5 separate regions of the Mus musculus genome follow, and regions 1, 2, 4 and 5 are each linked to region 3. The links are chromatin contacts, called in public HiChIP or PLAC-seq maps. All regions are on one chromosome and are shown on one strand. The core of a region is the stretch at or near the end of the contact, and the rest is flanking DNA. Distances in the headings are between cores, read along the strand shown. Region 1 holds the start of Hoxc9 (homeobox C9). Region 2 holds the start of Hoxc6 (homeobox C6). Region 3 holds the start of Atp5g2 (ATP synthase, H+ transporting, mitochondrial F0 complex, subunit C2 (subunit 9)). Region 4 holds the start of Aaas (achalasia, adrenocortical insufficiency, alacrimia). Region 5 holds the start of Hoxc4 (homeobox C4).

What was found. HiChIP or PLAC-seq counts read pairs in DNA pulled down with a chosen protein or histone mark.
Region 1: an H3K27ac HiChIP or PLAC-seq map of extraembryonic endoderm stem cells shows a contact between it and region 3, with 2.6 times the contacts expected there. The contact joins the promoter of Hoxc9 here to the promoter of Atp5g2 in region 3. A contact is called at or near these places in 10 of 39 promoter capture datasets (the 3T3-L1 cell line, the C10 cell line, cranial neural crest and 5 more), 1 of 15 datasets of contacts at CTCF or cohesin (the NIH/3T3 cell line), 2 of 484 Hi-C or Micro-C datasets (the G1E-ER4 cell line and liver), 5 of 115 datasets of contacts at active chromatin or transcription factors (embryonic forebrain, embryonic hindbrain, extraembryonic endoderm stem cells and 2 more) and 1 of 9 other capture datasets (adipose tissue).
Region 2: a contact with region 3 is called in an RNA polymerase II HiChIP or PLAC-seq map of embryonic stem cells, with 9 read pairs. The contact joins the promoter of Hoxc6 here to the promoter of Atp5g2 in region 3. A contact is called at or near these places in 9 of 39 promoter capture datasets (the 3T3-L1 cell line, cranial neural crest, embryonic stem cells and 4 more) and 2 of 115 datasets of contacts at active chromatin or transcription factors (embryonic stem cells and epiblast stem cells).
Region 4: a contact with region 3 is called in a CTCF HiChIP or PLAC-seq map of embryonic stem cells, with 7 times the contacts expected there. The contact joins the promoter of Aaas here to the promoter of Atp5g2 in region 3. A contact is called at or near these places in 2 of 39 promoter capture datasets (embryonic stem cells and pre-B cells), 1 of 15 datasets of contacts at CTCF or cohesin (embryonic stem cells), 5 of 484 Hi-C or Micro-C datasets (differentiating embryonic stem cells and embryonic stem cells), 2 of 115 datasets of contacts at active chromatin or transcription factors (both in embryonic stem cells) and 1 of 9 other capture datasets (embryonic stem cells).
Region 5: a contact with region 3 is called in an H3K27ac HiChIP or PLAC-seq map of embryonic stem cells, with 9 read pairs. The contact joins the promoter of Hoxc4 here to the promoter of Atp5g2 in region 3. A contact is called at or near these places in 3 of 115 datasets of contacts at active chromatin or transcription factors (embryonic stem cells and epiblast stem cells).

The regions. Positions count from the first base shown.
Region 1 is chr15:102,974,001-102,979,074 of GRCm38.p6, reverse strand. Hoxc9 (homeobox C9) reads right to left here and starts at 2,043. Exons shown (of 3, transcript NM_008272.3): 1 at 1,974-2,043.
Region 2 is chr15:103,007,050-103,012,212 of GRCm38.p6, reverse strand. It overlaps Hoxc6 (homeobox C6), which reads right to left and starts at 2,651. Exons shown (of 2, transcript NM_010465.2): 1 at 2,208-2,651; 2 at 332-1,479. The coding sequence starts at 2,607. The coding sequence ends at 1,172.
Region 3 is chr15:102,668,556-102,673,601 of GRCm38.p6, reverse strand. Atp5g2 (ATP synthase, H+ transporting, mitochondrial F0 complex, subunit C2 (subunit 9)) reads left to right here and starts at 2,555. Exons shown (of 5, transcript NM_026468.2): 1 at 2,555-2,584. It overlaps Mir688 (microRNA 688), which reads left to right and starts at 1,736; the gene lies at 1,736-1,810.
Region 4 is chr15:102,348,280-102,353,452 of GRCm38.p6, reverse strand. It overlaps Aaas (achalasia, adrenocortical insufficiency, alacrimia), which reads left to right and starts at 2,694. Exons shown (of 16, transcript NM_153416.2): 1 at 2,694-2,957; 2 at 3,373-3,500. The coding sequence starts at 2,835. It overlaps Gm36246 (predicted gene, 36246), which reads right to left and starts at 2,626. Exons shown (of 3, transcript NR_155425.1): 1 at 2,541-2,626.
Region 5 is chr15:103,030,582-103,035,697 of GRCm38.p6, reverse strand. It overlaps Hoxc4 (homeobox C4), which reads right to left and starts at 1,303. Exons shown (of 2, transcript NM_013553.2): 1 at 537-1,303; 2 at 1-61. The coding sequence starts at 975. All of the region lies in intron 2 of Gm30528 (a long non-coding RNA gene), which reads left to right.

The sequences.
Region 1 (5,074 bases), core at 794-3,293, 310 kb before region 3:
AATGAGAGGCAGGCAGAACGGGGCAGGGCACAGGCTGGAGGAGCAGCCATGGCATTGTGCAGTCCGGTGCTTTGCCGCGGGACCGCTCCGGCGCGGCGGCCACTTCTGTCTGGACACAAAGGAGTAAGAGGCCTCCTTTCCATCCCCTCTGGGAGACCTGCTCCGGTGGGTATACTAGGCCTCTGGGACACCGAATCTGATATTAGCCTAGCAGTCACTCTGGCTGCTGGGGGCTGAGCTACATTCTAGTGAAAGAGGAAGAAATAGAAGAGGAAGGAAACATCATGCCTGCTCTTTCTCTGCATCTTCACTATACAACAGGGCCTGTCTGCCTTTACCTCAACGTTCTGAAACAGAAGTCCTTAAGGACCCTCTTCTATTTGGAAAAGCTCTTCTTATAGGCATCTTGACTGTAATGAGAGTCTCTTCTCCCCTTCTCCTTTTGAACACTGCCTTCTTTTCAACTCCTGGGCAGCCTGCACTCCCAGCTTGCCTACCCTGCAGAGGCTGTGGCAGCTGGGTAGTCAGGGGTACCATACAGGGATTCCTGCTGTCCTCAAATCCCCCAGGAAGCAGGAGAGAGACTGTTGCCTTTCCTTCCTTTTGGAAGCAAGAACTCTAGACCCTCCCCACTCAGAAGTCAGCACAGCTGTGGACCAGAAAGCAGGCCTTGCCCACAGGCCCCTCCTTACCAATGTCCCATTCTATTATGCCTCCTAGAAAGAGGTAGCCTAAAGGAAGGGGTCTGATAAGAGACTGGGAGTCCAGAGGACACTAGGCCCAGGTCCTTCATATAGGTTGTGACTCTCATGTTTCACATTTAAAAGCTAGCAGGTCAGGACTGTGAAGTGGACTTTCAAGTTTTCCCTAAATCTAGGCTTGTAGATATGGAGGGCAAAGACATGGATGCGAAGAAGCAAGGTCTCATCTTGGGGATTCAGTTACTCCCACTGAATCTCCTATTTTATTCTAAGACTTTCTCTCATTTACCCAACTCCTTTCAATTGTTCTTAGCATCAATGGGGCAACCTGAGAGACTTGAGGAAACTGGGAGTCACTGCTGGAAAGGGAGGAAGAAAGCCCAGTTCTAGCTGACTATTCTGTATTCACCTTACACCCCCAACAGATTCCAGTGGGCACAGGAGAGGAGTCCCCTGAAGGGGGATGGGCAAACCTCTATCACCTCAAACCTGGGCAACTGAGAAAACAGCCAAGCTAGCACTGTGGGAAGGACAGACAAACAGATAGGTTAGAGTCATCCTCCTCCCTCCCCCTACCGCGTGTCTCCCTTTTAATGATTTAAATTCCCTCCGGTTCAATCCACACCGTCAAGTTCGGATTAAATTTAAAACAGGCTTTCTTCTGTGCCCCCAGCGGGCCATCCCGGCCGCCGCAGGCAGAGAGCCCGCTCTCTGCTCCTCAGCACCCTCCCTGAACCGAGGAGGCCCTACTCCGTTTGCTTTCATTTTCCTTCTCCCCCTGAAATGGGCTCATTTCGTCCCTCCGCTGCCCTCTCGCCTTCCCCGCCCCCCTCCCTGGTTCCCTTCTAGTTCCCCCCCCATCTCTCCTGATCCCTCTTTGTTGGGAAAAACACACCCACACACAACTCCTCCTAGCTAAGGCCTGAGCTGGAAGCAGAAACTGAGTTCTCCTGCTTGCTGCGAGGAGAACTGCGTGCTACCCCCACCCAAGGTGGGTATCTGGGATCCCTGCCACCACACCAAGAGCCAGGCCCCCAAGCTCCGCAAGCGTGAAACCCCCAGGGCCTGTGAACGTGGCCCTCTCAACGCCATGGCCTGCCCGGCCTGCCTTTGCGCCGGCGCCCCCGCCCTGCCGCTCCGCAGCAAACGGGGTTATTTCCGGCTCCCCCAACACAGTCTGTTTTTCCAGCCTGGGGAGTGACTGGAGAGGTAGCCTCCCCAGAACCAGGGTTGCCCTGTGCTCTGATTCAATGGCTCTGAGCGCGTTGTTACCTGATCTTTTGTGTGATGTATGTATCGCAAGGAAATTTGCAGTGACTTTGGAGCCCAGACTGAGGAAGCGGAGGTGGCGAAAGGAGAGACAATAAGGGCTCGAAGTACAATTAAGGAGCCACAGCCGCGGGTCCCTCCCCGCCCTCCCTAACCGACTGGAGCTGTCTAGCTTCAAACATCAGGGCGACCCGCGAACCTAGAACCGGAAAACTCAGCCTGTGACCAAGGAGCCAAAGGACTACACATCCAGAAAAGAGGAAGAATGCTCCCTCCCAACCTGGGTTGTCGTAGCCAGCCCTGCCGAGTTTCAGAGAATCCAATGAATGAAAGTACACATTCCGACGACGAATTTTTCTGAGCCTTTGGAAGGAGTGCCCGGGTTTGGGAAGTCTCAGACAGACAGGCAAGCGGCGTCTCCCAATGCAGACAGACCACAACATGAGTGTGAGACTGAAATCATACACAGGTTGAACATCCCGAGGCCTCCTTTCCAGGCCTGGTGGGCGCCGATCTCCCTACCTTCTCTCCCGCCAGAACCTTAAGCAGAGGCCCGGAAGACTTGGTACCTTGGGCTTGGTGCAATACCGCCTCAGAAAGCCTCCTTTACCTGCTTCTTGGCTCCCCACGGCCACAGAGGCAGGGCAGCAGCCTCCCGCCCAGGGAGGGAAGCCCTGGCCACCGCAGCCGCCGCCACCCGCCCTCCTTCCCTCCCTCCCTCCTTCGCCCTCCCTCCCTCCCTCGCACGCTGCCGCTCGCGGGGCCCTCCCGCGGACAACCTGCTCTGGACCATATCCAGGTATCTCCGAAAGGAAAAAAAAAAGAAAAGAAAGAAAGAAAAGAAAAAAAGAACTGCGTATACGGGGAGGTGGGAACACATAACTGCATTTATTTTCATGCTCTAATCATTGGTTCGACCCTAGTTTAGTCTTCCCGGACACAGCCCATCAGCCGCAGAGATGTGCGGGGCCTACAGCCTCGCCCAAGCTGACCGCCGCGCCCCGCGCACAACACACTCCCTCAATACCCCTGGTTGCCGCGCCCCCGGCAGCCCAAACACCCAACAGACCTCAAGGTCCTTCCTACAGACTCAACATCCGGTTGCCTGGCTCGCCGCTGACCACAGACCAGGAGTCCACTCTACTCAGTCTGTGGTCGATGTTCACACACAATCCACCTTGTCCCTGCTCTTGTGCCCTGCCCGGACACCCTTCGGAGTCCAGCCATCCGCTGAGCTACACTTGGGCTAACCTCGTCCCCAGCAAGGACCCACACAAAGCTCTGTGCGCTAGTCTTCCCATTTATACTTCCCCTATCCCCGTTTGCCGCCTTCACGTCACCTGTTCTCAAGAAGGGCTGCATCTTCCAGCAAGTGAGCCGAAGCAAGGCCGACTGCTGGGGTGAGGTCCCAGAGAGACCACAGCGGATTAGCTGGGCTGAGCCTAAGCCCCCACTGCCGGCGAGACATCTCAGAGATCAGGGCTCTCCTTGGCGAGCTCTTGCCTTTTCCTCCTTCTCCCGCAAGTCTCAAACACGCGCCGAGAGTTCAGCTCTATAAATCCTGCTCCCCTTCCCCATATCATAATTAAAAAAAACCAGTAGGGGAGGTTTTAACTTTTATTGCGATTTCTAGAGTTGGGCTGCGGAGCATATATTAAGTTTACGCTTATGTGCTCTCGGCGGGGAGGGTCCTTTAAGAAATAAAAATCCATCTTAATATCCTCAGATGAGAGAGATAATTTTTTCCCTCCTTTTCACGCTGTTCCTTCTGAACACTCCCTTCCAGCGAAGCGAATAAATAATTACCATCGCCTTAGCCATGATCCACAGTCCCAGGGCCCCCAGGGTGGACTCTGACCATCAGACTGGTCCTCACCTTGGCCCTATGAGACCTTGCTCCACTTCTCCAGATCTAGGGAGAAGACTGCCCTGACCCCTGACTCTGTGGCCACCTCCTTTAAATCCATCATCTTTGAAATGGAAATAGGGGCAAAGTGACTCAAGGCACAGAAGCCCTGTATTGATAAATTTCGGTTCATCAGGGCCATTTCTCTAAGCCAAGAGCTCTTGAACACCTTGCTCCAGCCTGAGGCTCCCCTTACCCAAACTGGCTGTGTGCCTCAGAGACTCTGAAGTTAGAGACTATATGGGCTCCCAAACCAGGGGATTCCCTTATACATATCTTCCTTCACCAACTGGCCCGTCTTTCTGGAAACCTCCTCATTTCCCTGGGAGCCATAGAGATTTAAATACTTTTCTTCACACAAAGGGATGGAGAACAGCTAGGACCGACAATTCAGCTGGGAAGGGGGGGGTCTATTCACATCTTCTTTTCCAATATCCACAGAAGTCAAAATGAATTTCACACACACACACACACACACACACACACACACACACACACACACACACACACACACACAGAGAGAGAGAGAGAGAGAGAGAGAGAGAGAGAGAGAGATTTCAAAAAACCTAGAAAGGACAGATAGAAACAGAGACCTATACACTTGTCATGAATTTAAAGTCACATTCTTTTCTTCTAAGACACCATGTTGAGAATACAAAATTTTTCATGATAATTTGTTAAGAGACATGGTTGTATTCCCTGCTTTCATAATCATAATTACAAAAGAGCCCCAAGAATCTGGCCTCCTTTAGGTTTCTCCTTTTCAGAGTCTCTGAGAACAGATCCTATGCCTGTTTCCCCTTTTCCCTGATCATCCCCCCATTTTTTCCTCTGAAGACCAGAAAACCTTTTCTGAGATCCTCACTTGACAAACCAAGTCCAGAATTAAGAAAGCCGAAGGGAACAGAGTGGAGGAGGTCTGTAAAGTTTCTCATTGCTCAGATCTCCCTCTGTCCCATTCTTCTCCCCTCCGCCCCCTACCATCAGCCAACAGCCTTCTCAACAATATGGTAACGGTGGGCGCTGGCAGCGTCTGTTTACCCAGACATTTCCACAGAACACAAGGACAGGCAAATGCCTAGCAGTCTCAGACAGGCAAATATACAGACCAAGGCCTACGGATAACAGACAAGACAGACCAGAGCTGGGCTTTTGCCCTCAACAGGGTGTGTTGAAGGAGGTTTCGACTTGGACTTGG
Region 2 (5,163 bases), core at 1,402-3,901, 340 kb before region 3:
CCGAAGATCCCTGGCTGCTACAGGCAGGAAGAAAGGCCCGCGTGGGGCTTGGAGCCCAACCCGGCTCACTCAAGCTTCCCCGCCCCCAGCGAAAGTCCAGGCGGCCCCTTTCCTCTTTTTCTTTTCCGGGGTGTGTGCTGTTCCGTGTAGGGAGGGTCCCAGAGGCCTCTCAGAACCCCATCTCGGTCAGGAGAACCCGGAGACAGAGGCTCAGCGCCTGGCTGCAGGGCAGGCGAGTGCGGAGGGCTGGGGGCTTTGCAAGCTGCAGGCCGCGCGAGAGCTCTGCTGGCAAGCCAGCGGGCGGGAGAAAGAGCAGACAGGCGGATTATAAACTTTTAAAAATAATATCAGTTTTATTAAATATTCGAGAACGGATCCAGAGGTCGGATTTATACAGGAGGATAACACGTAGGGGGTTATTTCTTTATTTATTTTCTCCTACTGGCTAAACAAACGTCATTCACTTTTTTTCTCTTTTTGTTATTTTCCCTCTTTTTTTTTTAAATCCTTTTTTAAATGAGATAGGAACACTGACGGTGCTAAACATAAATATAAATACAGAGACCACAAATACAGCTAGAAATATTCACACAGAAACGGTCACAGTTCGAAATATGCCATAATGACCCCCAGGAATCTTTAAATACAATTTGCCTGGACTGGGCATTTGCTGGGGCAGAGGGACCGGGCAGGGACTGGGGAGAGGCCCTGGGGGTTGTTGCAGGGCCAAGGCGCGCCCTCCTGAGGCCTCCTGCCCTCCGGCTGTCAGGCCGGGCCCTGAGGCCCCCGAGTGGAGGCCCCAGGCCCTGGAGCCAGCTCTCTGCGCCGGAGGGCGGGGGTGAAGGGCGTCGGGGGTGGGGAGGGAGCCTAGGGCTCACTTGGAGAGACATCTGAGGAGTCTGAAGCGAGGTTCAGGTCTCCTAGGCCTAGGCGAGGGAAGGGGCCTGCAGACAAGCCAGGAAGAAGCTAGCGAGGGAGCTAGAGGAAGAGACGAGTGAAGAGTTGTGCAGTGAGGGAGGGGGTCCAAAGCTGACTTTTAGGTCCACGTCTGACTCCCTGTTTTGTTTTAGGAAGTCACAACACATCATTGTGCCAGAGATAAATACAGAGTGTGTGATTCGGGGAGCTGGGATGAGCAAGGGAGAAGAGAGGGGTGCAAGGACAGTCCTGGTCACTCTTTCTGCTTCTCTTCTTCTGTCTCTTCTCGCTTTTCCTCTTTTCCTCCCAGGCTGTCGGCGGTTGCCCCTCCGCCACCCCCTGAGAGTGTGGACGTGAGATTAGATTCTTTTTTCCACTTCATGCGGCGGTTCTGGAACCAGATTTTGATCTGTCGCTCGGTCAGGCACAGAGCATTGGCGATCTCGATGCGCCGGCGCCGAGTTAGGTAGCGGTTGAAGTGAAATTCCTTCTCCAGTTCCAGGGTCTGGTACCGAGAGTAGATCTGGCGGCCGCGCCTCCGGTCCGCTCCGTAACCGACCCCTAGAGATCCAGGCACAAAACACACTAAAAACAATCAGCAAGGCGTCCTCTGCAGACATTTTCGTCTAGCAAAGTCCAGACCCTCTCAACTTGGCCCACAGCTCGCAGCCCCTTCGGGCTTTAGCTTTCTCCCTTTTGCCCTGCCCCACCCCCACTGGGGGGACAGCCAGAACCCCAACTTCATTCAGTTCTCCCACGAGGTGGGAGAAGTGTGTCCCAAAGAAAGCTGGGGGGCGGGGCAAAAACAGGCAGAAAGCTGGCTGTCTAAAAGCTGATTTTTAAAAAAAAAGTACCAACTACTGGGGATAAGGACCCCATCTCTCAAGGATTGGGCTCCCCCACCTTCCCCAACACTCTAGATCCCTGGAAAGTTCTCCCCACTTCTTTGCCCTTTCCTAACTCCCTTCCTTTTCTCCGGCCTAACTAGACTTTGGGGGGCTCCTCCACCTTCTGTCCCCTCCCCTCATTCCCTGCCCTGTTTCTACCCCCTCAGCTCCTCTTGGAGCCCTCCAATCCGTCAGGGACCGAGGGGGCCAGGCCCTTGCGAGCCAGCGCGGAAGGCGAGCAGAGGGGGCTGAAGAGGGGGCCCTGTCTCGGTGTCGGCGAGGAGACGAGCGTGATTGTTTTTATGGGGCCATAAAAAACTCTCTCCGCCCGTTCTTCTAGGGAAGCCGGTCATAAAGCCAGTTCAGTTTATTTAATTTATATCTCGGAGCTGTAAAACTCACCACTGTGCGAATTCATTCGCTGCATCCAGGGGTAAATCTGGATACTGGCTTTCTGGTCCTGGGGCGCAGTCCTGCCCTGCTCAGAACTAAAATCCTGAGCGATTGAGGTCTGTGTGTTATGTCCTAAGGTGTTTTGTCTGCAGTTTGAGAGCATGTCTTTCTCCTGGTAAAAGGAATTAGATCCATAGTCATACGGCCCCCGGCTGGAACTGAACACGACATTCTCCTGTGGCGAATAAAAGGGAGTCGAGTAGATCCGGTTCTGAGCTACGGCTGCTCCATAGGTCGAGAAATGCCTCACTGGATCATAGGCGGTGGAATTGAGGGCGACGTTGGGGAGGACGTCCTGGCCCCCGGCGAGGTGGCAGGATAAGGAAGGGTTAGTGAAGTAGGAATTCATCCCTTTGCCTTTACCTGGTCGGGCTATGATTTCTTTAATATTTATTTCTGTCTCCAGTTTGTACTCGGAACTAGATGGTTATAGGGACGGCTCCAATCCAGGACAGACAAAATGACAAAGTCAGCTGACCCCCTTCCAGCCAATCGCAAGCCAGATGTCAAGAAAGGGGAAAAAAATCGCTTCTGCTTCTGTTGATTCCCTAGTTGAGACTAAGTATGTGCTTTGAAAGTAAGACTTAGATTTCTTTTAAGAATATATGTATGTGGTGTGTATATATACACACCACACACATATATATGAACTGGTTGGGGGTGGGGTGAAGGTCTATGAGCAGGGCCTTGTTCCCAGCGGAAGGAAAGGTCTAGTCCCAGGAAATCTCCCCACCCCAGCTAACTTTGCTGTGCTGTGGCAGAGTGATCCTTGTTTTCAGACCCATTTCATCTATTGTATCTAAAATTAAATTCTGGGTGCTTCATTTGAGGAGATCCTTCCCAGTAGAAAGAGGGTCCCAGAAATTCTAGAAGATATTCTGGGCTTGACACTCATAAAGCGAGTCCCCATCACTAGACAGCATATTTTTTTCCAATATTTTTTTTAAATCAAAAGGAAAAGGAAATTTCCTGAAACATGGTGCACAGAGGAAGGCAGTGTGGGAGACAAACAGATCTACAGGGGGTGGATGAGACTGCAGAGCACAGTGAGGATCCTGAAGTGTGTGCATCTTTTCTCTTTTGCCTCCTAACCTTGTGCTCCTCCCCAGGACCTACCTTTTGGGGAAACTTTTATAATATTTTTACTTCAAAGAAAGCATTATAATAATACACACACAGAGAGAGAGAGAGGGGAGAGAGAGAGAGAGAGAGAGAGAGAGAGAGAGAGAGAGAGAGAGAGAGAGACTGAGATTCTTTTTAAAGAAATCAACTCCTGTTTGTGTTGGTGAGAATTTATGATTTGGAACCAGCTCAGGCCAGGCCAGTGGTATAATTCACATAGGATGCATCCCGAAAGAGGAAATTTGGTGGTACTCCAATGAATAGATACCTCCCAACACACTCAAGCTCCAGTTCAGATCAGAAGACCCTGTCTGCTCTGGATTCACTGCCCTGCCAAAGGAGGTGCCCCTGGACCTGAGTTGTAAGGCTGGAAGACCCCAGGAAAGGTATTCCTGAGGATCACTTGGTCTCTTGCCTCAGCCAGTCACCACTGGAGTCTCCATTACCTCCATTTTCTCCCCCACCTTGAGGCTGAGAAAAGGGAGGAGGGAATTAGGAAATAGCAGTTTTGTAGATGCTTCAGCGACAGAGAGAGCTGCAGTGAGTGAACAGCAGAAGGTGTGCAGCTGGGGTTTCCCTCTGATTAATCCAAGCAGAATTTGATATCGACATAGACTGGAAATGCTTGGAGCTGACAAAGAGAAGATGGTGAGGTACATGCAGGAAGCAGTGAAAGCTCATATTTTCCCCTCACTAATTTTTTTTTTGAGACTGACTATAACAAGAACCCGGATGTTGCCGCGTTTTATGATCTTTCCCTTCTGTGTAACAAAGCGGAGTAATCAATGGGTAGCAATAAAGCCATAAACGGGACTATGCTGGGGAAAAAAAAACTCGTTTATTCATCTTCTGTAACGCTAAGGTTTCCCTGGAGTGTCACTAGGGGGTGGGGTGGGGGATAAAGTTTCGAACCCAAAAGCAGACAGTGTGTAAGAGCTAGTGCAGACAAAATGTTAGTTAATACATGGACCTCTTTAGGGGGTTGAGGAGTCTTCCTGCCAGACAAGTTGTGTTGGCTTTTAAAAACCCAGTCCCTGCCTTTGAAAAGGAGGAAAACTGATTGGAATTTAGAGGAGTAGAAGAAAGACCCCTGTTATTATTGAAGCTACAAGTACCCTTTGACTACACTATTTTCTTTCCAAGATGAAGAGGGCAGAGGAGAAGGTTTCTAATAAGAGAGAGATTTTTAAAAGTTAATCTCATCTGGGGGGTTAACATAGCAGTTATCCCTAAACACAACAGTAGTGTATTGCTTTTTGCTTTCCAATCCAACTGTGCTCAAATTCATGGCATGCCTGGGCAGAGGTTTCCAACAGCTGGCTGGGGCTCCAGTCCCCCTACAGGGCAAGAGGTAGGAGGAGAAAAAACTGAGGGGGGTTATCCTGGGCTGAGCTAGGGAACAAGCCAGTGCCCCCCTGGACACCAGTAACCTCTTTCAAAGTTCCCAGCCTCCTGTCTGCCCTGAGGGTAACAGTGTAACAACGTGTAGAAGCCATGGCAAGAAAGAGTAAATTCCCCTTCCTATTTCAGAGCTGGGATTGCTAGATAAATCATGTCAGCGGTACTTCCTTCAAGATATTAAATTGTTGCAATGTAAAACAAATTGAATGATGGAAGATAGGATGTCTTAATGAAGTTTTGCCTTCCATGGGTGTGGATTCTTTTGTATACTTAAAAAAAATTTTTTTTATGGATGTGTGGGGGAGGGAGGGATGAAGGGGTTTTGGGGGGAGTCATGTGCTACAGTCCCTTAGCAAGGATGCCTGAGTTTCCTGGAGTACTT
Region 3 (5,046 bases), core at 1,306-3,805:
CAAGCCCAGGGTTAAGAATATCCCTAGACCCCACTCCCTCACGTGCCTCAATTCAGTTTTTTGGCATGCCCCTGCTCTCTTATTGTCTAATTTCCTGCTTTAAACCTTGTTGCAGAAGCCCTCAGGATTTTCAGCTTCACAGATTACCCATCACTATGTCAACTAACTGGTTTTGCATGATTTATGTGATTGAAAAAGTTTTGTAATATTTGAATCTCTTTCAGGAGATAACCGTGCAAGGACCCTTCACAATAAACAGTCTCACGGGAGCATGACAGAATTAAATTGCAGTGATCGTAACTATAATACTAACGATAATGATTATGGCGATTATTGAACTTTTACTGAGTACCAAGCCCTCTGCTAAAAGCTTCATGTACATTATTATCTCAATATAGGCTGCAGGGTAAGCGCTGTTATTATACCCAATTTTAAAAGGAGAGGGGAAAAATGACTTAAAAGGGTTAAATAACTTGCCCAAGGTCACATGTGATTTGGGAACTCAGGTTTGTCTAACTAAATCCTACCACTCGGGCCAGGGAATTATCAGACTCTGCAGTAACTTTTAGGAGAAGCCAGGGTTAGCTCCTCACAGGCCCTTTCTCTGATTCATCCTCCTCCGGGATTTTGTTAGCGATATATATACGAGATCTCTAAATTGTCGCAACCAACAGCTGCAACACCATTTGGTGGCGGCAGCTCCTAAGAACTATAGATTGTGCCTCTTAGGGTATGAAACTAAGAGCTACAAAGAATTCAGTTTTTGGCGGAGCGGGGTGTTCAGGGAACCTCAAGGGACCAACTCCTAAGCCCTGCTAGCCTGGGCCCCTCAGAGGGTGGCGGGTTTGCCTTTTCTCACACGGCATCTCACACTGCTTAGTACTTGGAAAAATACCTGTTGCTTCCTAAAGATCCCGGTTCTGCCCCTGCCCAGGTCAACAACTGGCACTGGAGGGAGATTTGGGGACCTCAGGAGAACCTGCGAGCATCCTAATCCAGCTGAAATCCAAGGTTTAGGAAAGGCGGGGAGTCCTCCACCCTCTTCTTCCATTTCTCCCCACACTTTCCCTCCCTTTCAGGAGCTCAGGGCCATAAAAATGCAGATGGAGGATCGGTGTGAAATAACGGGCCCATATAAATCCCTCTGCCGCCCGCCTGCAAGATGGATTGGCCGCATTGAAATTCCTCCGCGAGGATAATTAAACTCGGGGCCTCATCCGGGCAAAATTACATTCCTGTAATGGCGTCGCTCGGGGTCCCGGGAAATTGCTCCGTGGGCTTTCAGCGGCGGTTTTTATCGCCGGCCGGGGTGTGCCTGGCTGCGGCTCGCCTCTCCTCCGGGACCGTAAAGCTGCTGCCGTGATTTATCCTCCCCTTCTCCCAAATCCGATTAAATGGAGGAGCTTGGGGCCGGGGCGCCGCGGGGCCGGGGGCCGGGAGGGGGTGGCGGGAAGGACGGGGCCAAGGAGGGGAGGACAAACGGCCCCTCAGAGGGTGGCGGATTTGCCTTTATTTACAGCCGCGGCTTTCTTTTTATTTTTTTATGGGGGTTTGGTGAGCTCTTCCCGTCTTTCTCGCGCTGCGTCCAAGCACCCTAACCGGACAGCCGGGCTAAGGGGCTGGGTCAGCCTTGCAGCCGTCTGCTAGGCTCGTGCGTTCCTGCGTGTACACAAAGGCCTGCTCCAGGACTAGCGCAGGAAAGCCCCCGCCCACCGCCACTGGGGGAGGGACGGGCGAAAGGGCAGTGAAGAAAAGTAGGGGCTTGCTTGGGGAGAGCACCTCGCAGGCGACTACTTATTCCAGCTCGCCCCCCAGCAAGTCCGACAGGAGGTAAACTGGTCGCCTGGGGTGACTTCGCACCCCTACTGCAGGCCACAGGTGCGGTTATCCCTAATTGATCCCAGGACTCACAAAAGGGAGAATCAGGCCTTGTTTACCCCCCCAGTCTTATGACTCGAAGATGCTGGGTTTTTTTCATGCTTTGCTCATCAACGAGATAGGGAAAACAAAAATAAAAATAAGTTAAAGCAGAAACTGCCATGGCATTTTGCTAATAGCATTGGGCCAGTTCCCATCTCCCACCCAACGTTGCCAGTGTCCTGAGGGTGACAAGAAGCCAAGAGTTCTGTGATTTTATTTTCCCCTGCTACATTTTAGGCACTGAACCCCAATCCCTACTGTATGCTATAAACAATTTCCGAGTAGACTGGGTAGGGTGTTTTTTGGTTTTTTTTTTTTTCCTTAACTTTGCGCATGCTCGGAAAGGGGACTCGAGTCCAAGACTCCAAAAATGCTGTGCAGTCCACAGTTCCACCACGTTGCAGATCAGCAAGAGTTGGCGGCTCTTCCGTGCACGGTGGGCTCCTTTTGCAGTTTCTCCTGTTGGACGCCAGGTGGAGTGCTTGTCCCCCAAGACACCACCAACCTGGCAGAGGGAGCTGTGGCGTCCCGGCCGATCCTCTAGCTTGTGTCCACTCTATCCATGGAGAAAAGCGACTCGTTGGCTCCGGCCGCGCATGCGCAGAGCCTTCCCTCGCGCTTCCCGCGCCCCCGCCCCTCTCTGTCTTCTCTGCCCTGGGAGCAGGTAAGGCCTTGAGGCCTCGCGTCCTCTTCGTGCCGCGCAGGCGCGCGCAGCAGTACCCCTTGCGAGGACGCGTGGCCGCCCTGACCTTGCTAGCTCCCACGCGGGTCCCTGAGCCCTCGCGGTCCCGGCATCCCCACGCGGAGGGCTACCCCTTCCTCGTGCCGATGACCTCTAACCGCGCGGGCCTGGCGCCATCTTGGGTGTCTCACGGGGGTTGGGGGCTCTGCGGCCGGCGAAAGGCAGATGCTGGCGAGCGTGTTCTCTCCGGGCGCGAACCAAGGCTTTTATGGGTGCTCTTCGCTCACCCACACGCCTTTCACCATTGTCATGACCCCAGACTCTCCCCTCCTACCTTTGCCTCCCCTTGTCATCCTGAATCAAAATAGCCTTTATTTTTTATTTTTTTGAAGCTTGCAGACTTTGAACCTCAGGACCTCTGGCGCAGTCAAGCTAGTTCACCGTCCAAAGCCATCATCTCCCTAGTCAGCATCCTTCAGTTTGAAATAAACTGAACGTGGTAGAGAGTAACAGAACAGGCTAACCGGCCTGTGCACAGGTGGCAGGAGTGAGGCCTGAGCGAGGCCTGTTCCCTTAGAAACTGGTTGCCTCTAATGAAGGCCCTGACATACTAATGAAGTTAGAAATAAAATCTTAAATGGTGGAAATGGAGGTTTCTGTTAGGCAGCAAGCCCAGAAGATGGGAGCAATACGAGCTTTAGAATTTATACCTGCCAGCTAGTGGGAAGGTTTAAGGAACGGAATGGTTAAGTGGGGAATTCTCATTGTGGAGGGTTTCATTGCTCTGGTGTGGGCTTGCCCATATTAAGTGACCACTGGAAGGGCTCGCCGAATGATACGCTTGGGTTTATTACACACCAGCAACAGATTATACTATTCCATATGTTTGTAAACTATTAAATTTAATTCCCCTACTTTTTTTTTTTTTTAAGAATTGTTTACTGAGTTCTCTGCAAGCAAGCAGTGGGTTGGGCAGTAATTAGAGTATTGCCAGAACTACATTTTATAAGTTACCATGTTAAAACTTGTTTTTGGAAAAACGTCTTCCATTTTATTTTGGCTTCTTGACTCTAACCCACGTTTACCTCAAATTTATGATCCTTCTGCATCAGCCTCCCCAGTGCTAGGATCACTTGCACATACCACCATGCCTAACTTCAGACCTCCCTTTATTCACGTGTATGGTGACATGTATGCATGCATGCTGAGAGGTTAATGTGGGGGGCATTTCCACTCCACCCTCACCTTTCGAGACAGGATGTCTTACTGACCTGAAGCTCATCGACTCTGATTGCAAGCCAGTCAGCTTCAGGCCACCTGCTTCCATAGGTACCCAGCGCACGGGGTGTGGCAGGCACCATCATCTAAGCCATCAACCCAGCTTAAGCCTCTATTGCAAAAGTTTTAAAGAAGTACTGGGTTTCGACTCAATTAAACCTGAGTAGGTGGGCATCAAATCTGGGTTTAGGTTGCATAAAGACAAAAGGGAGGAGTTTGTTACAGGGTCGCACTGTGTAGCCAAGAATTCACAGAGCTCTGTCTGCCTCTCTGCCTTCTGAGTGCTGGGATGATAGATGTGTTCCACCGAATCCAGCAAAAAGTAAAGTTTTAGATAGAGCCAGCCTGAAGACAAACATTGGTCTAAAAGTAAAATTCAGGATTTACAAGTAGCATATCTGCCTTGGACAGGTTGCGTCCAGTGTACTTAAGGGAGTAGTGTTTAACAGGCCTATACTTTGAGCATCTTAGTTTATGGGCTATTCAAACTTCAGAGAGAAAAAGCAGGGGACGTAGCTTGGTGGTAGGACACGTTACCTAGATTGCACTAAGGTCCTAGGTTCTACCTCCAGTGTGGCCTCCCTCTGAGTGAAATTACAGAGTTACAGTCCTTTCTCTCTCACTGACAACCTGTTAGTGTTGTTGAGGCCATACCATTGTATACCTTAAATATAAAATGATTGGAAAAGTTGTTTAAAATATTGGCACCAGAGATCTTGTGTTTAGGGACTGGAGAGATGGCTCAGAAGTTAAGAGCAACTGCTGCTGTTCCAGAGGCCCCAAGTTTGGTTCCCAGCACCGGTGTGATGGTTCATAACCATCTCTAGGGAGTTCAGTGCCAGCTCTGACCTACCTTCTTGGGCACTAGGTGTGCATGCGGACAAAACATACATACAAATCTAAAAATGTCCTAAATTATTTTATGTGTGTGAATGTGCAGGTGCACATGTGCCTGTGGAGATCAGAAGAAAGCTCTTGGAAGTACTTCTTCCACTATGTGCTCCAAGAATCAAACTTGTTTTATCAGGTTTATAGGGCACATGGTTTTACCCTCTGAGCCATGCTGCTGGCCCAGTGACAGTCACTTCATATATATATATATATATTCCCTCAGATAATTCTGATTCAAGTGGACTTCTCGCTTCACTTGAGGAAGACACTGTCCT
Region 4 (5,173 bases), core at 1,445-3,944, 320 kb after region 3:
AAAAAAAAAAAAAAAACCCACCAAAAAAACCCACATTCTTCAGTGAGACTGGGGGTGTGGGGCCTGAGCCTACATACAGCTTTGAGTTCTTCCTTCCTTCCTTCCTTCCTTCCTCCCTCCCTCCCTCCCTCCCTCCCTTCCTTCCTTTCTTCCTTCATTCCTTCCTTCCTCTCTCTCTCTCTCTCTCTCTCTCTCTCTCTCTCTCTCTCTTTCCCTTTCTTTTCTTTTTTCTTTTTTTCAGACAGGCCTAGTCTCTCAGGTTCGCTGTGTACCAGATGAATGACAATCGAGGTTAACTATTCACCACTGTTTGTAATTCTCAGCACTCAGGAGATGAGGCAGGAGGATTCCGGCAAATTAGAAGTCACCCTCAGCCTGTCTCAAAAATACAAAACTAAAATTAATCAAGTGCATAATTGCCACACCTCCCATTCTTTACGCTCCAGTTTTAGGTCCATCTTCCACATTTCTTTTTAAAGACAAGATCTTATGTAGCTGAGACATAGTGTGAACTATGCTTCAGAGGATGTCCCTGAATTTGTGTCTCTAGACATAGTGTGGTTTGTGCTTGTTTGTTTGTTTTTGAGACACCATCTCACTATATATCCCTGACTGGCCTGTAGCTTCCTATGTTAGACCAGGATAGCTCTGAATTCACAGTGATCCACCCATTTCGGCTTCCTGAGTGCTGGGACTAAAAGCATGTACCATTAGGCCAGGCTAATACGTTTAGTTTTTCTTTTTAAAGAGTTAATTTATTGGGAAATGAAAACCAAACTAAGAGCCAGGTGATGGTGGCAGTGGTGGCACCTTTAATCCCTGTACTTGGGAGGCAGAGGAAGATGGAACTCTGAGTTTTGAGGCCAGACTGGGGTACCTATGGAGTGAATTCTAGGACAGACAGGGCTACACAGAGAATCCTTCTATTGAAAAACAAAACAAAGCAAAAAGTTATTTGGGGGCCAGAGAGATGGCTCAGTGGCTAAGAGCAGTTACTGTTCTTGCAGAGGATCCTGGTTCTGTTCCCCAAATCTACATGATGATTCAGAACCATCTGTAACTCCTGTTCCAGGGGAGTCCAGCGCCCTTTACTGGCTGCTGTGGACACTGCATGCATGTGGTGCACATAGGTGCATACAGGCAAAACACAAATTAAAAAAATATTTTTAAAAGCCCCTTATACTCCCTGTATAGTACTACAGGTGTGCATGCACCACCATGCCCAGTGACAAAAGTGCTCTCGAGGAGGAGGGTCAGGCTCAGAGTCAGTTTCAATTAAAGGCTAGGTGAGTCCATTTCTTTGGGTGTCAGGTGAGGCAGAGCATCATAGATTCAGGAGCAGGTGGAAGAGTTTGCTTATTCATAATGGCCAGGAAGCAGAGAGATAGCAATAGCAGGGAAAGGCTAATACCGTTCCTGTGAGTCTCACCATCCCACACTTCCCTCCCATTTGTCTATTCAGATTTTGAGCTCACAATTGAATTAAGTTAGAATTAAACCATCTAAACATCTCTCTGTAGTTCTAGCCCCCCCCCCAACCCCTTCAGTTTCAGAAAAGGTCTCAGGAGAGCATGGTGGTAGATCTTTAATCTCAGCACTCTTGGGAGATAGAGGTATGAATCTCTATGAATTCAAGGTCAGTCATGTCTACATAGCAAGTTCCGTGCTAGCCAGAGCAACATAGCCATACCCTGCCTCAAAATAAAGCCTAGGGCTGGAGAGATGGCTCAGCAGTTAAGAGCACTGACTGCTCTTCTAGAAGTCCTGAGTTCAATTCCCAGCAACCACATGGTGGCTCACAACCATCTGTAATGGAATCAGATACCCTCTTCTGGTGTGTCTGAAAACCATGAGAGTGTACTCATATAAATAAAACAAATCTTAAAACAAACAAACAAACAAACAACAAAGCCTAAATAAGACAAAGTCAGGGTGGTATGTATCTCAAGTTGGAAGAGAACTATGGAGTGGACATTCAGTGATCCTCCTGCCTGTACCTCCCAATGCTGGGATTACAGATCGGAGTCAACGGTATTTGGAGGCAGGGGCTTGCTACGCAGTCTACACTAACCTTTTATTCTTGTCCACATCCTGTAGGCATTACAGCCTTGGGCCAATATGCCCCACCAATGTCTGGTTTGTGTGTATTTTGGTCCAATCTGTGTCATTTTGCTACTGGTAGTTCAACGGTGCACTTTTGGGGTTATTGTAAGGATTATAGAAGCGTTTGTTAGTGATATACTCGGGAAAAGTTACTGTCCTTCCAGTGTCCGTCTCTCTCTTTCAGGACGCCTTACCCTGTGAAGTCCGTTCTGACTGTCCTCTAAAGTCTTTTTTGTTTTTTTTTTGGAGGTGGGGGGGCGGGGAAAGCTCACTGGTAGGATGACATCGTCTGTATATTCCTCAAGGATATTTACGGGGGTTGGAGAGTTTAATTAGGTACTTTCCTAAACCTGGCTTATTTTGGGCTTTTTCCGTACTAAGTAAGTGAGTGGGAGACGCTGCTGGGGATTCAGAGTTGGAAAAAACAGTAGTCTTACAGGAAACAAACCAAAACCAAACCGCGGCGCTCCTTACGCCACAGGTCGGTCCTCGGACGTGTCAGCGTCGTGCCCGCTCCGTACGCAAGGGGGCGCGCCAGGAAGTCCCGGAAGTCCGTCCCGAAACCCGACTCGGAACTTTCTTCCTTGCACTTCCGTTCAGCTTCGCGCAGTCGTTTGTCCTGTACGGCTACCCGTCCTCACACGAATCTAGCCCGGGAACTAAGATTCCGGGGAGCGCAGTCGTCACCAGCCGGGAGCCTGTCGATTCCAGACGCTCTCCGGACTGGCAAGATGTGCTCCCTGGGGTTGTTCCCCCCGCCGCCGCCTAGAGGTCAAGTCACCCTGTATGAGCACAATAACGAGCTGGTGACCGGCAACAGCTATGAGAGCCCGCCTCCCGACTTTCGGGGCCAGGTGGTCCGGGTGGGAACGCTGCGGTGGGGATGCGGAAAGTGGGAATAGAGGCGACGCGGCGGGGCTCGCTCACAAGTGATTGGGAACGGCATGACTCCCACAGGAGACTGGAGAGAACGAAATATATTTTAGGGCCTGTGTTACCCAGTTAGGCATGCCAAGGCATGTGAGGAGGTTCTAGGAGGGGTAGAGAAGATGATGGATGCCGTCCATCAGGTCTTCTCTAGTGTCAACCCTGTGAAAAACGATTGTGGTTTGCAGATGAGGACTGAAAATTTTCTGTCCCACAAGTGTTACATTTGTGGGTATGGGAAATGGGGCCGTGGAATCTCTTATGCCATAGGTTGGAGATGGCAAGGAGTTCTGTTAAGATTTGGGGAAGAGACTGACTGCCTCCCTCTCTTCTGAGGTATAGTGGATCAATCTTCCTGTCCTACACCTGACCAAGGATCCCCTAAAAGCCCCAGGGAGGCTGGACCATGGTACAAGAACTGCCTTCATCCATCACCGTGAGCAAGTGTGGAAGAGATGCATCAATGTTTGGTGAGGCATAGCAAACAGTGGCTTAAATAGGCCATGGTCTACCGAGCCTGCTTTGGGCAGCTCTTGAATGGCTGCTTATTGCAGTCTGTGTCTTCATATTACCACAAATCATATTAGGTGATCCATTTTTATTGTAAAACTCAAGGGTGTACCAGAAACCTCATTTATCCCTAATAGCTTGGCTTGATTTTACAAACCTGCTCTCAGCACCGACCTCATTTGCTTTTATCTGAAGCTCAGGAAAGTTAGGAAAAGGTTGAATTGATTCGTTAATATGTAGGACATGTAAGAATTAAAGCTGTGCTATCTTTTTTTTTTTTAACTGTACGTTTGGAAAAGTTACATAATTACTCTGTCCTAAAGCCAAACCCCTTTAAACCATGGTGACTAAATAGATACAAAGCACATAGAAGCATTTCCTGGCACATTAATCCCTTGATGTGTTTGCCATCCCCATTATTATCATTGCCATTATCTGTAAAAAGAATCCCTGGTGCCGGGCGTGGTGGCTCACGCCTTTAATCCCAGCACTCCGGAGGCAGAGGCGGGCGGATTTCTGAGTTCGAGGCCAGCCTGGTCTACAGAGTGAGTTCCAGGACAGCCAGGGCTACACAGAGAAACCCTGTCTTGAAAAAACAAACAAACAAAAAAAAAACGAATCCCTGGCAATTATGTTCCTGGGTTCATGAGTTTGCTTGTTACTTTGTGAGTTGTTGTCAAATAGCCTTTTATCCAAATTTTACATACAGGACTTGGGGTATAGCTCAGTTGGCAGAGTGCTTGCCTGGCATGCAGGAAGCCCTAAGATCAGTAACTAGCACCATGTAAAACTAGGTATGATTGGTACATGTCTGTAATCTCACACTAGGCAGGAGGAGCAAAAGCACGTGGCTATTCTTGGCTACATTGCAAAATTGAGGCTAGCCTGGACTTCATGAGACTATCTCAAAACCAACCAACCAAACCAAAAGCAAACAAAACAGAAACTGGGCAGTGGTATTGTGGTGATGGTTAAATTGCCTATGGAAGCACCTAGCCCAGTGCCTGGTATGTTATAGATGTATTTGTTGATATAATTACTACTTGCTGTTTCTCAAAATATTACTCAGCCTTACTGATATCTTTTTTAAAAAAAAATTTATTTATTATTTATATTTAAGTACCCAGTAGCTGTCTTCAGACACAGTAGAGGGCTTCAGATGTCATTACAGATGGTTGTAAGCCACCATGTGGTTGCTGGGATTTGAACTCAGGACCTTTGGAAGAACAGTCAGTGCTCTTAACCGCTGAGCCATCTCTCCAGCCCACTGATATCTTAATTATTCCTCCATTCTATGTATTCTGCTCCCTAAGTTTCTCAAACTTCTCTCTTTTATATCCTGAGAGTTCAGGCTACTTCACCTTTTATTCTGAGGAGTCCTTAAGTAGCTTGCTTTCTTTCTTTCTTTCTTTCTTTCTTTCTTTCTTTCTTTCTTTCTTTTTTTTAATTTTTATTTTATTTTTTTATTTTTCGAGACAGGGTTTCTCTGTGTAACAGTCCTGGCTGTCCTGGAACTTTCTATGTAGACCAGGCTGGCCTCAGACAGATCTGCCTGCCTGTGCCTCCTGAGTGCTGAGGTTAAAGGCGTGGGCCACCTTAAGTAGTTTCTTACTTGATCCCTTTCTCCATTCTG
Region 5 (5,116 bases), core at 54-2,553, 360 kb before region 3:
TGCTGCCGGGTGTAGGCTGTCCTCGAGCGCTTGGGCTCCCCTCCGTTATAATTGGGGTTCACTGGGGAAGGGGGAGGGGAAGCAAATAGTGGGGTTCAGAGGCAGCAGGCTCCCTGCCCCCACCCTCACCCCATCCTCAGCTTTGAGGAACAGGAGGGAGTGGTGGAAATAAAGTCATCAAGCTAAATGGGTTATAAAGAAGTTGAAGGAAGCTAGAGACTTTGTAGTGTAATAAGAGGGGAATCCTCATTGTAACGACACTGAATTATTTATGCGCCCTTAGAAAGCAAGCATAGTTTTCACACATACATAACAGATCGTAGCACATGGCTCGGACTGCCCAGAGTAGCTAAGCCATAAAATTTATGGGGGATGTAATTACCCATTCTCGCTCGTAAATCCAGTTCAATTGTGCTAACCCAGAGTCGCTCCTGGAGAGAGAGGGGGAAGGAGAGAAAGGAGGACGGGGCCAGAGGGGGCCAGGGAGGGTGGGGAGCGCCGGGAAAGGGAGGGGGGCAAAAAGCAAAGTTGCCTACCCGTGCTAACGTGAATTTTTTTCATCCAAGGGTAGACTATGGGTTGCTTGCTGGCGGCGCTGGAGGGATGGTCAGGGGCTGGCTGGCTGCAGGCTGGCGGGGCTGGGGACGGGGAGGCAGAGGTGCCTGAGAGAGGCGCCGGCTCGCAGAGCGGCTGCGATTTCTCAGGGTGGTGGTGGCCCGCCTGGGCCGGCCCGTGGGCTCGCGAATTGCCAGGCCCCTGGAGACTGGTGCAGCTATACTGACGCTCAGGGTAGCTAGGGCGCGGAGGCGGTGGTGGGTACAGCTCCTGGTGGTGATGCTGGAATCCCGATTCCCTGGTCCGGCCGTAATATTCCGGACTGTGTTCAGGGATGTAGCTATTTTGCGAATATTCTTCGCATGGAGGAAATTTCGGATCGATGTAGTTAGAGTCCATCAAATACGAGCTCATGATCATTAATTTCTGGAGTGGAAAATAATTTTTCTCGCTTTGTCGTTTTTCTGCTCCATAAAGCCCTCCTACTAGCTAGCGACCCTGTAAAGTTACTTTCACCATGTGACTCCGCCGGCCAATCACACCGAGCAACCCAGTCCCCGGATAAGGAACCGAATCGCTTTATTCAAAATGTATCCAATTTTTTGTGTATGTGGTGGTGGTGCTGCTGCTGCTGGGGGTGGGGGTGGGGGATGGCTGGCAGAAGCTGGGGTGCTCACCATTGCACACCCCACCAGACTGACAATCCTTCCTTGCTAAAGATGGGTGGCTCCCAGCTCGACTCCAATGTTTGGGCACTGGGGGCTGTCGGGAGGCTGTGATCTAGCCCCCGCCCAGAGTCTCCTCTCCGGCCTCCAGTGGGCCCCGTGGGCCTCAGCTCCAGTGCCTTTCCAGTGGTCTCCATTATGGCAATCGTGTTGCAGTCTGTGTAGGTCACAGGGCAGCGCCCCTCTTTCGCAGGAAGAGGAAGTTCAATGAGGGCTTCAGTGCAGGTTGGATGGGGAGGGGCCGAGGTTGAGCTTAGAAGGCTGGAGAGCCTGAACTGCCCTACCCCATTCACGGATCCTCAAGTCCATTTCCCCTATCCCATACACACTCACCCAACCCTCTTGGCCAAGGGGCCTTGGAGACAGGGTCCCAGCAGTACTAGGCAGGTTGAGGCAGCGGGATACAAATGATCCTGATGTCATTTCTGGAAGTCTAGGGCTTGAGCCCCCTCTGAAGAAAGACAGGAAGTGGTTGGCAAAAGCAGATTTCAGAAATCTTGACACCCCTGCTACCCACTGTCCTTCCCGGCCCAGGCCCCAGAGCCCAGAGCCCAGAGCAGAGATCTACTACTGATGACTCTTGTGTGACTCCTGCTCCCTGGCCTTCTGACTTCTCACAGCACCTGCCAGAATGGTGAAAGAGAGAGAGAGAGAGAGAGAGAGAGAGAGAGAGAGAGAGAGAGAGAGAGAAAGGAGAAGGAGAAAGAAGGAGGAGAAAGAAGGAGGAGGAGGAAGGAGGAGGAGGAGGAAGGAGGAGGAGGAGGAAGGAGAAGGAAGAAGAAGAAGAAGAAGAAGAAGAAGAAGAAGAAGAAGAAGAAGAAGAAGAAGAAGAAGAAGAAGAAGAAGAAGAAAAGATGAGACATTTGCCAGGAGTCAGTGCCCTGACCCAAGGCCCTGAGAGTTTTTCCTCCATGTCTTACCCTCAAGGGAAGCCTGTGTGGGCAGAGCCTGCTTGCTTCCAATCTGAGACTATATCCGTGTAACACGTGTGTTTACATGTAAACACATATTCCCAAGGGCCAGCTCCAGGCTGCCTTCCAAAAAGAAGAGGTGAGGTAACTACTCTTTGGAGGCAGGGCAGGGGTCTCTGGCCTATTCTTGCCCTGCTCCCTCCCTCTGTCACCCACACACACAGAATATCCTCACGGGAGGTGGCAGAGTCAGGGAAGAGAGATGGGGCAAGGAAGGACTATTTTTCCAGCCACTGGTTCCTTAGCTAAGGGTGGCCTCCTCGTCATCGGACTCCAATTAAGTGATCTTCTATAACTCAGAGTTGGGGGGGGGGGCAGCAGAGGGGAAAGCCCAGGGTGGGAGCCAGGTCTCCTTGTTGTACTTGATAACAATTATAGTTTAAAATCATAGCTTGCCGGGGCTCGGCTATATTTTACTTGATAACAATAAAAGTGACACATAAAGTTAACTGTTTATGTTTTATTTATTAGACTAAATCTGCCAGCGGTGGTAGGAGCGCTTGCCTCCTCGCTACAGCTTTTATAGGGCTGTAAAACGTCATAAATCAGTCTCGCGGAATCGCCCGCACTCTTTGTGTCGGCGGCACAGGGCTGGCGGCCGCTGGCTGCCTGCTCCCTCCTTTCCACGAAAAGTCGTAATGTGATTTTTTTCCCTCTGATTTTATTATTATGATCGCCGCCGTGATTAGTCAATCTACCTTTAATTCGCCGCCCTATGCTGCCTCCTCCCAGCACAGCCTGGTTGACACTTGAATAAGTACCTTTTAAAACAGCATAACAACTATTTGAGGGTTTAATTAGAACATCTGCAATTAAGGGAATGAGGAGGGGGAAGAGGGAGAGAAAAAAAAAAAAGCTCCGTGAGGGAGATACTGAAAAGAGAAGATTCCCAACATTCTTTTCACCACCTTTGGGATGTGGGAGAGGGTCCCCTCTTCCAAATTAGGGTTCACTTTGAGAGCTATAATGGGAAGGAACCACAGTAAAGTCAAAAGATGCAGATTGGGCCTGTGCCTCTGGCTGCTTTCCCTGCCTAATGCTTAGGGCCCCAGCCCCAGCCCCAACCTGGGCTCACCAGGGCTTGGCACCCATGACTTAGTCCTAGTTAGCCTCTTCCTAAGAGACAGCACTCCTCCTCCCGCCCGCCCCCCCCCCCCCCCGCCCCCAGTAGCTGGGTGAGGAAACAAGAATTCCCTGGTGGTCAGCCATCTCTTATAGGAGACTCCCAAACTCCCAGAGCTTTTGGAGGATCCTTGCTCATTTGGACCTGAACCTTAAGTATGAGGACCAGCTGTGTGCATGGAAGAGGAGCAAAAGGCTGTGAGTGAGGGGAATGGAGATACAAGGCTATTGGTGCAGGGAGCTGTGTGAAGACTTTAAATTTTATTCTCTCTCTCTCTCTCTCTCTCTCTCTCTCTCTCTCTCTCTCTGTGTGTGTGTGTGTGTGTGTGTGTGTGTGTATGTGTTTCTGTCTGTCATCTGTGTGTGTATGTGTGTGTTTCTGTCAGTCTGTCTCTCTGTCTCTGTCATTTCTGTCTCTGTCCTCTGTGTGTGTGTGTGTGTGTGTTTCTGTCAGTCTGTCTGTGTGTCTGTCTCTCTCTGTCATTTCTATCTCTGTCCTCTCTCTCTCTCTGTGTATGTGTGTGTTTCTGTCAGTCTGTCTGTGTATCTGTCTCTCTGTCTCTGTCATTTCTGTCTCTGTCCTCTCTCTCTCTCTCTCTCTCTCTCTCTCTCTGTGTGTGTGTGTGTGTGTGTGTGTTTCTGTCAATCTGTCTGTCTCTCTGTCTCTGTCATTTCTGTCTCTGTCCTCTCTCTCTCTGTCTCTGTCTCTCTCTGTGTGTGTGTCTCTCTCTCTTCCTCCCTCCCTCCTGTCTCTCTAGTCTGTTTCTCTCTGTCTCTCCCCACCCCTCAGTTGCTGCTGGTGAGGGTGAACTACAAGTTGCTGGAAGTGGATAAAGGAAAGCTAGTACTGAATCCCATTCTACAGAGGTCTAAGCAACAGCCCCCAATTGTCTCACATGGCCCTCCAAAGCTCCAGAGAGCAGTAGTAGGGTAGGAAGAGTGAGGGAAAAAGTAGAGCTTCTTCAGTCTTCAACTTGATCTCCTTTCTAGGCCTGTACTTGGGTGAGCTGCCTCACTCTGTCCCATCTGGGGATATTCTCTTCTCCCTCTTGCAAAAGTGAGCTGCCTGCTTGCTTCCCCTTTCCCCAGCCCCATCCCTACCATCCTTGCCTCCTAACCTTCAACCTTCTTCTCTTTAATTCTAACTTCAAATTTACTAAGCTAACCTTCCAAAGACATTACCCAAGGTAGTACCTGCCCCTAACCTTCTAGATTTCTTAGCTCCTGCAGGTGAGTCAAGGAAATTATCTTTGGGCAAGTCTAATAAACACAGGTTCAGATGCCTCAAACTGAATACCAAGTTTGTCTTTGGTTATTATGGTTAACAAATACATATCCGTACACACCATTAATGTTTGCTAAAATATTAAATGCCTTTTATGCAGCCATTAATAAATGGAGTTCCTATTCCAGATTTGCACAGCTAATTCAGCATGAATAACCAGAAAGTAAAATCTATGAAATCCCCCAAATGCGTCCACTCTCATCTACATCCAATAATAATAATAATAATAATAATAATAATAATAATAATAATAATAGAACCAAACAACAAACAAAAACTCTTTGGGGCTCCTGTAGTTAGGAAAGGAAGTTGTTTATCACATGGGTTAAATACCTCACCACACATACCCAATATAACATGTTTACCTGAATATTGTTACAAACAAGGAAATCTTTTCCTGTAGAGGACTCTTGCACTTATCAGGGGCTTAACTGGTGAGGAAGGGGGTACTAAAGAGG